Regions from separate parts of the Sus scrofa genome. Here region 2 is linked to region 1. Evidence: chromatin contacts called from public HiChIP or PLAC-seq data. All regions are on one chromosome and are shown on one strand. The core of a region is the stretch at or near the end of the contact, and the rest is flanking DNA. Distances in the headings are between cores, read along the strand shown. Region 1 overlaps CLIC5 (chloride intracellular channel 5). Region 2 has its middle 42 kb from the start of CLIC5.

Region 1 (6,797 bases), core at 3,399-5,898:
CCAACTTGCCTGCTCCTCTCCGTTATTTCAGAGACTCGGGACAGCCTGCCTTTGCCTTTCTCAGCCTCTCTCTCTTCATCTTCTTCATAGACAAATTCTGACAATAATTATCCGCACTCTAGGTCTCTATGTATTCACCTTCCTTGCAACCCAATCATGCGTGGCCTAGACCAGCCTTCATCCATGGCATCAGTAATGCAGGAGGGGATAAATCCAACAGGCAGTTAATGAATGGATTGATTCATTAGTATAGTGGATTTACCATCCACTCTGCAGGTGTACGGCAAAGGGATTCCGTTATACATATATATTCTTTTCAGATTCTGGTCCATAATAGGTTATTACGTGATACTGAATATACTTCCCTGTGCTATAGAGTAAGTCCTTGTTGTTTATCTCTCTTATGTATAATAGCGTGTATCTGTTGATCCAAAACCCCAATGAATCCCTCTCTCTCTTTTTTAAAAATGGAGGTATCATCGACACATACGTTTCAGGTGTACAGCGTAACCATTCGATATCTGTATACACTGCAAAATGCTCTCCACAGTAAGTCTTCTTTCCATCCATCACAATACATAGTCACAAAATTTTGTTCTTGTGATGAGACGTCTTAAGACTTTTTAAAAAAGCAGTTTTCAAATATGCAATACGCTATTATGGATGATAGTTATCATGTTGTACCTTACATTCCCAGGACTTGTTTATTTTACAAGCAGAAGTTTGTAGCTTTTGGCCCCCTTTACCCCCCCCCTTTTTGTCTTTTTGTCTTTTTAGGGCCACACCCACAGCATGGGGAGGTTCCCAGGCTAGGGGTCTAATCAGAGGTACAGCTGCCAGCCTACACCAGAGCCACAGAAGCGTGGGATCTGAGCTGCGTCTGCGACCTATACCACAGCTCACGGCAACGCCAGATCCTTAACCCACTGAGCGAGGCCAGGGATCGAACCCACAACCTCATGGTTCCTAGTCGGATTCGTTTCCGCTGTGCCACAGAGGAAACTTCCCCCCTTCACCGTTTTCCTTACCCTCCCTCCCTCTGCCTTGGGCGAGCACCAGTCTGTGCTCTGCATCTATGAGCTCTGTGTTTTGTCAGCCTGTTTTGTTTTTAGATTCCACAGATAAGTGAGATCACACAATATTTGTCTTTGTCTGATTTATTTCACTCAGCACAATGCCCTCAAGGTCCATCCATGTTGTTGCAAATGACAAAATTTCTTTCTTTTTGAAGTTCCCATTGTGGCTCAGAGGTTAATGAATCCGACTAGGAACCATGAGGTTGCAGGTTCAATCCCTGGCCTTGCTCAGTGGGTTAAGGATCCGGCATTGCTGTGAACTGTGGTGTAGGTTGCAGACACGGCTCAAATCCCACGTTGCCGTGGCTGTGGCATAGGCCGGTGGCTACAGCTCTGATTAGACCCCTAGCCTGGGAACCTCCATATGCCACGGGAGCGGCCCTAGGGGGGAAAAAAAAAAAGATTTCTTTCTTTTTGTGGCTGAATAATATTCCTTTGTGTGTGCATGTATTTATTTATGTGTGTATATATATGTTCGTATACATACACTTTCTTTATCCATTCATCCATCAGTGGACACCTAGGCTGTGTCTATGTCTTGGCTGTTATAAATCATGCTGCAGTGAACGTGAAGGTGCAGATATCTTTTTGAATTTCTGTTTTCTTTGGATGTTTTTTGAGTTTTCATTTTTTTGGATCATGCCTTTTTTATCCTGGCCAATGGGCCCCCTGCACTGTCTTTGCAAAAATGTACCCCTTTCCACCTATGGAAGACCCTTGGATTGGCTAACATACTCCTGCTAAAATATTTGCCCTGGAGTTTCCACTGTGGCTCAGCAGGTTAAGGACCTGACATCTCCGTGAGAATGTCAGGTTCCATCCCTGGCCTCGCTCAGTGGGTTAAGGATCCAGTGTTGTCGTGAGCTGTGGTGTAGGTCACAGATGTGGCTCGGATCCCATGTGGCTGTGGCTGTGATGTAGACCGGCAATTACAGCTCCGATCAGGCCCCTAGCTTGGGACCCAAGCCATGTCTTTTTAGGGCCGCACCCATATGCCATGGGTGCGGCCCTAAAAAGACAAAGTAAATAAATACATACACACATGAGGACCAAGGGTTCCTTCTTCCTGAGGCTTGTGGCAGCAGTTTCACTTCCTGGGACCTAGAAGCAGGCTGTGGTCTCCCCAGGTTTATTCTGAGCAAATTGACAGTCACAGCCTCGTATCGTGAAGCAGGCTCTCTGGGTATCCAAAAAGCTTGGTGACCTCAAAGCATCACTGGGCTGGTCAGTCCTGCCCGATGGAAATGTGATTGAAGGGCTTTGTCCAGGTTATCATCACATCGATTCCTCTCTTCCCGCCTCCTTTTCCACCACTGACTCCCGGAGCCCCAGGAAAGGCAGCAAACCACGCTGGATGGATTCCTTACTCCTTCCTTGTCGCTCTCCTCCATTCAGCCTCAGCCCGAAACTTCAGTTGGTTCCTATTTTCTCTTCTCATTTTTTTTTTTTTTTTTTTTTTAGGGCCGTGCCCTTGACATATGGAAGTTCCCAGGCTAGGGTTTGAATCGGAGCTACAGCTGCCGGCCTATGTCACAGCCACAGCAACGCGTCTGTGACCTATACCACAGCTCACGGCGATGCCGGATCCTTAATCCATAGAGTGAGGCCAGGGATGGACCCTGCATCCTCATGGATCCTAGTCGGATTCATTTCCGATGAACCACATGGGGAACTCCTCCTGTTTTCTCTTCTAAGAGGTGCCCCCCGCCCCGCCGCTCGGCAGTGGACCATACTCCTGGCTGATGCTGGTGGAAGAAGAATCTGTCCATAGCACTGGCCGCCTTTCTTTCCCTGCCTTGTTCTCTGGGGCTCCTGTCCACTCAAGCTTAGCCCTGCTTTTCAACTCCTCCTGCAGCCGGCTCTGCTCCTCCTACCCCACCTCTACGTGTCTTCTCTCCAGCACACGCCCCTCACTCCTTTTAAGAAATCTGTAAGACCTTTGGGTAAATATACTGAACAAAACCATCCCCATTTGATATAGAGAAAATTGAGGCTTACAGACCTCCGCTCGGTATTCAGAAATTTACAATCTGTAGAATGGGTGTCTAGCTAAAGCACAGAGTGTCCCATCGAGTGGAAGGGTACAAAAAGAGCCTAGACCTTTGCCTAATCTAAGTGGCCCCCTATCACAGGATGCTCTCACTTTAAGTACCACTAAGAAACAAACCGTGCCTTCAGGGAAACAAAAAAGTGCTTTCACTTAAGCTCTAAGAGTTTGATGGTCAGACACAGTCTGATTTCAAAGATGTCAAATATGAAAAAATGTGCCTCTTAGTCTTGATGAAATAGGGAGAGTGGTTCCCATAGCCCTTTTAATTTATTTTATTTTTTTTTTTAGGGCCAAACCTGCAGCATATGGAGCTCCCCAGGCTAGGAGACAAATCAGAGCTGCAGCTGCTGGCCTACACCACAGCTACAGCAACTCGGGATCTGAGTCTGTTCCTTAACCCCCTGAGCAAGGCCAGGGATGAAATCTGCATCCTCATGGATACCAGTTTGTTACTGCTGAGACACAACGGGAACTCTCTCCCATAGCTACGCCCCCCCTTTTAATCTAAAAAATGTTTTTATTTTATTTTGCCTTTTTAATTTATTTAAAAGAATTTTATTATAGTTGATTTACAATGTTCTGTCAATTTCTGCTGTATAGCAAAGTGATCCAGTTACACACACACATATATATATATACATTCTTTTTCTCACATTATCCTCCATCATGTTCCATCACAAGGGATTAGATAGAGTTCCCAGTGCTTTACAGCAGGATCTCATTGCTCATCCACTCCAAATGCTATAGTTTGCATCTACTAACCCCCAACTCCCAGCCCATCCCAATCCCTCCCCCAACCCGCTGGCAACCACAAGTTCTCCAAGTCCACGAGTCTGTTTCTTCTCTGTAGATAGGTTCATCTGTGCCGTATGTTAGATTCCGGATATAAGTGATATCATCTGGTATTTGTCTTTCTCTTTCTGACTTACTTCCCTTAGTATGAGCGTCTCTGGTTCCATCCATGTTGCTGCAAATGGCATTATTCAGTCCAACATTCTGTTACTTCCTAGAGGCTATGCGATGAAATGTCAGACCCTCCCTTCTGCTTGGCCTTGAGCTACCCTGTTGGAAAGAGAGTGAATCAAAGTCAACAAGCTTCCAGATCCCTCCAGGATGGCTGTCCCAACCCCATATCCAGGAAAGTGTCACGTCCGCTCTGTTTCCTGTACTTTCCCCTTGTTCCTGCCTGGAAACAAGCACTGCTTATCTCCTAGCTCAGGGTTGGCAAACTTAGACGTTTCAGGCAATACAGGATGTCGCAACTGCTCCATGCTGCCACTGGAACAATAGAGCCGTCACAGACAGCATGCAAACAAATGGGCGGGGCTGGGTTCCAACTCAGTTTCATTTACGGACACTGAGATTTGAATTTTATACCGTCTTCAAGGGTCACAAAGTCTTCTTTTTGGACTTTCCAACCTTCCAAAAATGTAAAACCCATTCCTGGCTCGAGGGCAGTGCAGAATAGGCAGTGGGCTGGATTTGGCACCTGGGCTTGGATTTGCGGAGTTCTGGCCTAGGCAGTCCCAGGCTGCAACAGCAAGTTCTCTTCGTGTCTGTACCTCTCAGCCTCCTCTTCTCTACTATGGAGATTGTCACAGCGCCCTTTCTTGCAGAGTCATGTTAATTAAATGAGCGCATTAAAGCACTCAGGGGGACAGTTCCCAGCACACAGCAGACACTAGTAGGTGATGGCTATTACTGCTGCTGCTGTTCACTTCACCAGTCCTCCTCTGAATTCCCTGGTGCTCACCCTTTGGACCTGGCGGCCCAGCTTCTCAGTAACATAGAAGCACGTGCTGCCCTCTTCTGGCAGGTGGAGGAATCAGCCCTGGAGACAGGTGGATTTTAGTGTAAGGCCTGTGGACTTTCAAGCATCTTCTACATCCAGGGACTGAGTTATGCCTAAGCTTTATCTGGGGGTTCCAGAAGGGACCAGATCTCCTTTGAGAGTTCAAAGCCACCTTCCTTTATCTGTCGCCTGCACCCAGGGTGGGCCATGTGCACCAGGCCCCGGGGGATCCTCCAGAGGTCGCTGGCTGCCTGGGGAACATCGCCAGCTGCTTCTTTCTGCCTTGCCCCCCTCCTTCCAGCACCTCCAGTCTTTGCTTTTATGAACTTCCTTGACCTAAAATAGGAAAGTGTTTGAAAGGAGTCAGAGCAGCCCCCGGGAGGGCTGTTAGCCCAGAACTAACAAGCCCCTGACTATCAAAGCTGCCGTGCTTTCTCCTAAAGCCTCATGAAAGCCAACGGCTGTGGGGGTGGGGTGGAGGGGGTGGTGGGAGGCAAGGAGGAGCGTTTTTCCAGATTCCCCAGGATGTGGCGAGCCGCGTTCAGAAGCCAGTGTGTGCATTTATTATTCCAAGCCGTTTCCATCACAGGCGCTTCCTTCCTTTACCCCTTCCTCCCTCCCCACCCTCAACCCCAGGTCAGGTGGGCCCAGGCTGGAGGCCAGACCTTCCCACGGGGATGGGGGCGCGAGCCCCCTCATTCAGCCTCTGCTCTGAGGTGCAGGCCAGGGCAACAAGTACAAAGTACTGGGAGTGTGCGCTCTAATCCCCCTGCTCAGAGACAGAGGTCACCGAGGTGGCTTTGGGATTCCAGGTTTCTTCTGTAGGAAACCCAGACCTGTACTTTGGTGGGGGGAGTGGGAGGGGGATAGGGGTGTCACCTCAGACAACAGGTTCCCTGGAGGAAGGCCTGAGCCCAGCCCCAGCTGCTATCACGAGGGAGGCTCCCGGGTGGTCCCTGGACCACCAGGGCACTAAGGATAACGAGGGGACTGTCTGCCCACTTCCTCATAAAGCAGCCACTGCTGTCTTGTTTCAAAAACGCCTCTGGTCATAAAGGAACCCTTCAGGCTGCCTTCCTTGGCCACCCCTGCGTGCACAGGGCCAACTCAGGGTGTTTTGTTTGTTTGTTGGTTGGGTTAACATTTTGCTTTGATCAACATTCTTACCGGGAAAAACAACCCAGACTCAGTACGACCCACCTCCGAGGTGTGGCGACGGGCAGGGATGCTGGGCGGTCTTTTCAGACGCCGTGGCGAGGCTGTCGCGGAAGTGGGGGGGGGTGCGAACCGTCCCTTCTGGCACCTACCAGGACATCCTTCCAGAGGGCCTTTGATTTGGCTTGTTATCGAGGCAGCGGCTGGCCCACTGTATCAGTCATTGCACAAGTGCTGCTCCTGAAATGATTCCTCGGGCAGCCATCAGGAAGGCGGTTGGTGGTGTCGAGGCTGGTGAAGGGGGCAGACCCGGGAGGGGTGGGAGGGGGAGGAGGGTCCTGCGTGGGTGGGCGCCGTCCTTAGTGGAGGGAGCCGCGTTAGCTGTGTGGGCTCCCGGCAGCCGAGCGGAGACCACCAACACCATTCCGTGTGCTGGAATTTCCCACCGTCTGACCAGAACGAGCTCGCCTGGCCTGGCCTGGCCTCCCATCAAGGCCCAGGGAATAAAGGAACATTAAACGACTAATTCGAACACAAGTTAAATGCTCCTTCACCTCTGGCTACCCGTTACCTTATCCTGTGCACCTCTGGTGCAGGCTGCACATGGAAACTCGGTCTCTCCCTCTGTGTACACACACACACACACACACACACACACACACACTATCTCTCTCTCTCACAGCCTGTGTGTGTTCTGATGTTTCTATGCATCAGCAGAAGCCAT
Region 2 (6,655 bases), core at 3,748-6,247, 130 kb before region 1:
TCATGAAGTGCCCGAGGACTAAAGTCTATGATAATGATATTAAAGTGATATTGAGGGAAATGACTGTAGCAAATATGTTGGCCTTCAGGCAAAGTCTGCTTGCTGACCTTCCTTATTTTCTATTTTCTTTTAAGATTATGTTGTCTTTCGCATCGTCTTTATTTGGCACCTTCCGTTCTGATTAATAGGAGACAGGAAAACAGATGTCCCAGTTTCATTCACCAACATAAGTCAAAACGTAACACCAGCTTCCATCTTTTTACTTCTCAACTTTCCAGAGTTCCATGGGTTTGCTTGGAAAACCCTAGGAAAAGTGAACTTCACCACAAGCAAGGGGGTATCCTATTTTAAAGCTACTCAGGCCCAAAGTGTCCAGAATGGATTTGTGTATAAATTGTATTATGTACATAGGAAAATGTATTGTCTGGCAGCTCTGTTCCCAGATACCACTCCCTTCAAAATATGAGCTGATGCTCCCTGTGAATGGAGCATGAATTTTAGCCTGAAATCAAGTGTTTTGTGTAATCTCATGAGGACAAAGATTAGAAACCAGAGCCTTAAGCCATGCCCTATTTTTTGCTTTATAAGCAGAGTCGTCTGCATCCTTTAATGAGCCTGTGGGCCTGTGGAAGTGTCAGGTCTGTCCGAAGCTGTCGGCCTCCCATTATTGCCCAGACTTGCTGCTAACATGGCAACAGCTGATATAAACAAGAGGATGCATTGTTTAGGAAACCACTAATGTTCTGAGGTTTCAGTGATTAACAATTGCATGGTAAATATGTACGTGGTAATGAATAACTGACATGAGAGCCTTTTGTTAATGGGAGCACAACTGCATTTTTTCCCTCTACAGAAACATATTTTTGTCCTGTTCTCCTGCGGTAGCAAGAAAGGAAAGCACTTGGCAGATAGTTTTTATATTTGCAATAGCAGCCCTCTATACACTGGCTTGGTTTTTTCTAGAGCTGTGCTATTCAAAACACTAGGCATTAGCCCTGTGTGGCTATTTCACTTTAAATTAAATGAAAAAATATTGAAATTCAGTTCTCCGGTCATGCTATCCACATTTCAAGTGCCTAACAGCCATATGTGGCTATGGGCTGCTGTATTGGAAGGGGACATTTCTAGCATCCTAGATGGGTCTATAGGACAGCACTACTGTACGATGCCTGGGTTCAGATGTGGCATGAAGACCCGTCCGCTATGTGGTCACAGCCCCTCTCTGGATCTTTATTCCCTTGTCTAAAAACAAAAGGTTGGGTGACTGGATCTGGTGAGACAAGAGTAGTCATGCCCACAAAGTCAAGAAATCACCACTAAGATTTTTCTCATTGATAAATAGTATCTGTGCAACAAGTTTATATGAATCAATTGGTTTAAAATGACAGCTGTTTAGGGAACATCTACAATCCGTAATCAGACCTTGTTAATGGCAGCAAAGCTGTCAATATCCATTGGCCATGCCCAGGCCCATGGAGGGTCTCTCTCTGTGGCAACTGTTATTCATCAAAACTGCAGGAGTTCCCGTCGTGGCGCAGTGGTTAATGAATCCGACTAGGAACCATGAGGTTTCGGGTTCGGTCCTGCCCTTGCTCAGTGGGTTAACAATCCGGCGTTGCCGTGAGCTGTGGTGTAGGTTGCAGACAGCTTGGATCCCGCGTTGCTGTGGCTCTGGCGTAGGCCGGTGGCTACAGCTCCAATTCACCCCTAGCCTGGGAACCTCCATATGCCGTGGGAGCGGCCCAAAGAAATAGCAAAAAGACAAAACAAAACAAAACAAAACTGCAGTTACTTTGGGGTTTGAAGATGCTGCCCCACCAGCCACTTGGGCCAAATGTAGCATCACGCCTGGATCCCAGACATGAAGATCAAGGTCCTTTCCCCTCAGTCAAAATAACTCGCCATGTTAAAGCAGGGTGGGTTATCTGGGTAGGAGAAGAGGGCTTGTTACATACAAAGTATGAGGGTAAAGGTTGAGCAATTCTTTTGTGGATTTGTTGCCAGAATCTCAGCTGCCTCTGTACACCAGTGCCAAATAGAAACGCAGGGGCAGAGTTGGAGAAAACAGAAAAAGAAGCTTTAATGCCAGGCAAAGAGGAGATCACAGCAGACTAGTGCCTCAAGGTTTGAGGGTGTAGTGAGGAGTCTTGCAGTGTTTGAGGGGCAGGTCGTGATCAGCTTGTGGACGTTTTTCTGATGGCTGGGCAGTGAGGTCACTGGGACTCAGCATCATCAATCTCAACTGGTCCTGGGTCGGCGTGCTTGTGGGCAGCATCCAGTTGACTTCTTCCACCTAGTGGGGCTTCAGCACTTGCCAGACAGCTCCAAGGACATGGCTCAGAATATTATCTCTAGTCTTTGAAGAACTTAAGGTCCTTGACTTTGTTGAGTGGCTGAATTATTATTTCTGTTTTCCTTTTTTCTCTGTATTTATTTATTTTTTACTTCCCTGATTAAATTGGTTCTTTGACTAAAGTTTTTCTATGGATAAAAAGGCAAGTGGAGGACAGGAGTGGGGGTCCGCTCTGGGGAGGCCTCCCAGGGTCCTGCTCGGTTAGGTTGTGATGAGTTCTTATTCCATAGCAAACATAGCTGGAGACACGAGCTCATGAGGAACAGGTCAATTGCCTTTTCCTTCCTATGTATCCCTTGAATCCATCTCCAATAAACAGGCCGATAAGTCTTTACTGAGCTTGTCCTCTGTATTTGGTGTGCAGATGCTGTGAGAGATAGAAGAGCACGCCAGGCTGGGGTCCTTTTCTTTGAGGCTCTGTCCTGCTCAGGAGGAAGGATTAACACCCACTGTAAAGTATTTAGAAATTAATACGAGAGTTGAGAGGGAATCAGTTGCCAGAATACTGATGCGCAGTATCAGATAAGCACCGAAGGCATCAGAGATGGAAGAGGACTGGATTTATCAGGAAGGGCTTCATGGAGAAGGCAGACCTTGAACTCTGAAGGAAATGTGGGCACACAGGTGGCAAATGGGACCAAGGAGGAGATATCAGACCTCAGCAATCACGTCATCCTTCTCAGTCCTAGGTCACTGGGAGGCAGTCTAGCATAGTGGCTTATAGCAGACAGACACCCTGGAGCTAGACTGAGTGATTCACATCCTGGTCCTGTCTCATTAGCTATGCATCTCACACAATTTATTTAACCTTTCATGGGATTATGTAATGGGGGGGGGAACTCTGGTTTGCACAAGCTCTCAGTGGTTTTACAGTTTGAGATGAAGGAAGAATAGAATTTCCAAAACTTGCCTTCTAATTGGGCTCCCATTCACATCTTATTGTGACCCCATCATAGCATTTATAAGATTTCCTATGAATTTTAAGCCCCTCGTATGAATTCACTACCTCATTCAGTAGAATTATACAGTAGGTTCCACAAGTTTTTAAGTGAGGATAACAGTAGCTTCCTTGTGAGGTGATAGCGAGGATTCCAACTAGACCCAGAAAGCATTTCAGACATGCACAGAGCAGGCACTCAATAAAGGGCAGCTGTCATTTTTAACATGTCAAGGATGCTGTGTGAGATATTTAAAGGAGGTGCAAAGATGAACAGGACATAGCCCCTGCCTGAATGGACCTTCAGCTCAGTAGAGAAGATTTCATATTTACAAGTTACTATTACTAAGTCAAAAAGTGAAATTTTTCAAAGGAAAAGTGCTGAAAAATTTCTTTGGGAATTTAGAAGGAGAAGATGTTACTAAGAGGAAGATATTACCAAGAAGACCAGTGACAATTTCACAAAAAGGGAAGCATTTCTTTGAAGGATTTTGTCCATGGAAATAGAGAAAGTGGTAGTGTTAAGGTGCACAGACATTGTATCAGTCAGCTTGGGCTGTGTAACAAAACACCATAGCCTGGGAGGTTTAACAAAAGACATTTATGTCTTGAGGCTAGAAATCTAAGGTCAAGGTGCAGGCATGGTAGGGCTGATGATTGCTCTCTTCTCCCCTTGCAGATGGCAGCCTTCTCAGTGTGTCCTCATAGGAGGAGAGAGAGCTCTCAGGTGTCTCTTCTTATAAGGACACTAATCCTATCAGATCACGGTCCCATCCTTATGACCTCATTTAACCTTAATTACTTCCTTGAAGGTTATTTCCTTACTTTGAGGTATATCACTAAATATACCTACATTGGAACTGAGAGCTTCAACCTATGGATTTGGGGAGGACACAAGCATTCAGCCCATCACAGACATGGAGGTGGAAAATACCTTCATTGGGAACATTGGATGATATAGTTTGGATGGAGCATGAGATGGGTGCTGAAGGTGGAGGCATGAACGAACCAAAATTAAACCTCAGGGTTTTCCTGAATTACAAAAGGCCTGGAATGACAGCTAAGACTTTTTAGAGGATATTTTGTCAGCAACAGGGAGTATCTGAAGGTTTTAAACTAGGAAGTTGCAAGGTCAGGACTGTGCTTTGGGAAGATGATATGACAGTGATGGTTTTACAGCCATTCTTGCCCTTGATATCCTGGAGTAGAGAAGGAGGTGGAAACACTGACAAATTAAATACCTAGCTCAGCATCTCCCAACCAGACCTTTCGAGTTGCTTTCCTGAATGCTGATCAGTGCCTTGTTTGGCTGGTAAGGAAAGATGTGGTTTGGGGCACAGACCCTGTTAAAAATCAACATGGGGGGGCATCTTCCTCAGACCTGCCCCCAGCCAAGACTTTCCAAGCATCCATCCATCCCAAAGCAAAATAGTCCCCTTTGTCTCAGCTAAAGGTTTTGAACAGGGACTATTGCTCCGCTGACTGAAAATAGCTGTAGACAGTTTCTTGTTGACTCCTCGAGTCCACAGCACAGCTACCTGATCTTGTGGTTCAGGAGGCATCCAAATCTCAGAGGCTGTAAATCCTCAAATCTCATTAGAGGGCTCTTCAGGCCAAGATTACAGAATGGAATGCCTCTCCCCTGGGTGCAGTTCCCGGCAGCCCCTCCTGAGGCAATAGGTCCCAGCAGCCACTGCGGACAGCTAAAAATAGCCCCAGTATAAAACCCCAGCTCCCTGGACCCTGGGGAGATAATCTGCTGACAGAAGCAGCCCAGACCGTGATAAAGCATTGCCTCGCGTCTCCCAACACATCATCAGACGGGATGTCCCCTGAAGTCACTAATGCCGACCTCAACGATTAAAGTGGATTTTCTGGGTGGGATTGAAGGCTGTTTCAATTATGACTCACCAGCCTCAGGGCTCGTCTAAGTGGAACCCCTCAGTTATGCACTAGACCATGTTACCAAACTCAGAAACTGCAGCTCACTAAATTGATGGAGGCTTGTAAATCAACTGTCATAAAAAGATTTAAAACAATGAATAAAAATTTTAAAAAAATTTTAAATCAACACTTGAAAGAGAGATAAATGTTGGCAGAAAGTTGCTTTTAATCAGAATGCTGGCAAAATCTGGAGGGATGGTGGACTCAACGTTTCCCCCAAAACATCTCTGAAGATTCTGCTCAGCCATGAAAGTTTTTAATGGGAAAAAGGGACATGGCCTCAGTCAATCACTGAGATGGGGGGTCAGAGTCGTCGCCATTCCCCACCGCGTGCAGGCGTGCATGCAGTCTTAGTCTTTAGATGCTGTCTGGGTCACAGTCTGTTTGGGAGGTGACTGAACGGGAAGCTGGGGAAGAGAGCTGGTCCTCTGAATAAGAATTACTTATTCTTCATTTCTACTTCTTGGGTCTCCAGAAAGAACCAAGAGATTAGGCAAGATACTGTGTGGTCAAAAAATGTTTGAAAGACATGTGGCCCCCACCCGCTCTGCAGTGCCCTTGAGATTTATTCCAGGCTATAGTTTTCTCTGTCCTCTGGCATTGGTCACTGTGCTCCTAGCTGCCTTCTCTCCTCCAGAAGTTTGTCTAAATCCCTTACCCATTGGTGACCCTGTCTCATTTTCTTTAGTCTTGTGAGATTATTTTTTATTTTTATTATTTTTATTTATTGTCTTATTTATTGGGCTGTGCCTGTGGCATATAGAAGTTCCCAGGCTAGGGACTGAATCAGAGCTGCAACTGCCACAGGCACCACAACCCGGGATCCGAACTGCGTCTGTGACCTACACCAAGCTCATGGCAATGCCAGATGCTTAACCCACTGAGTGAGGCCAGGGATCAAACCCGCATCCTCATGGATACTAGCTGGGTTCATACCCAATGAGCCACAGTAGGAACTCCAACATTCAGTCTTTAATTTTCACCTCTGTTCTAGTGTTTGCTGTTACTCTCTCCTCTGAGCACCTATGAGCTCCTTCAGGGTGGAAACCAGACTCCTGCTTCTGTGTCCCTGAGCCCCAGGGCAGCGGCAAGCCTGCACTAGAGGCTCACTAGGTAAATGTTTGTAAATGTTTGTCGGGTTAAGTTATGTTGAACTTGCTAGCACTGCGCCACCATTATCTCAGCATGATGGGAGGCAAATTATTTAACCTTGCTGGGCCACAGTTTCTATGCATCGAAAACAAGCAAGTTGGAGTTCCCCCTGTGGGGCAAGAGGTTAAGAATCTGACTGCTGTAGCTCAGGTCCCTGTGGGGGTGCCGGTTGGATCTCCTACCTGTGCGGTGGGTTAAAAGGATGGGTTAAAAGGCTGCAGCTTGGATTCAGTCCCTGGCCTGGGAACTTCTATATGCCATGGCAGGTG

Evidence for each region. HiChIP or PLAC-seq counts read pairs in DNA pulled down with a chosen protein or histone mark.
Region 2: an H3K27ac HiChIP or PLAC-seq map of skeletal muscle shows a contact between it and region 1. The contact joins two enhancer-like sites. A contact is called at or near these places in 1 of 47 Hi-C or Micro-C datasets (embryonic fibroblasts) and 1 of 2 datasets of contacts at active chromatin or transcription factors (skeletal muscle).

Annotation. Positions count from the first base shown.
Region 1 is chr7:40,712,297-40,719,093 of Sscrofa11.1, reverse strand. All of the region lies in intron 4 of CLIC5 (chloride intracellular channel 5), which reads left to right. Among named protein-coding and RNA genes, the nearest start is that of CLIC5, 92 kb to the left of the region's middle. Within about 2 kb of position 4,648, at least 32 of the 83 cell types and tissues checked have an H3K27ac peak or open chromatin away from gene starts, as enhancers often do. A contact at or near this core is called in skeletal muscle, where this site is marked.
Region 2 is chr7:40,847,088-40,853,742 of Sscrofa11.1, reverse strand. No RefSeq gene overlaps it. Among named protein-coding and RNA genes, the nearest start is that of CLIC5, 42 kb to the right of the region's middle. Within about 2 kb of position 4,997, at least 15 of the 83 cell types and tissues checked have an H3K27ac peak or open chromatin away from gene starts, as enhancers often do. A contact at or near this core is called in skeletal muscle, where this site is marked.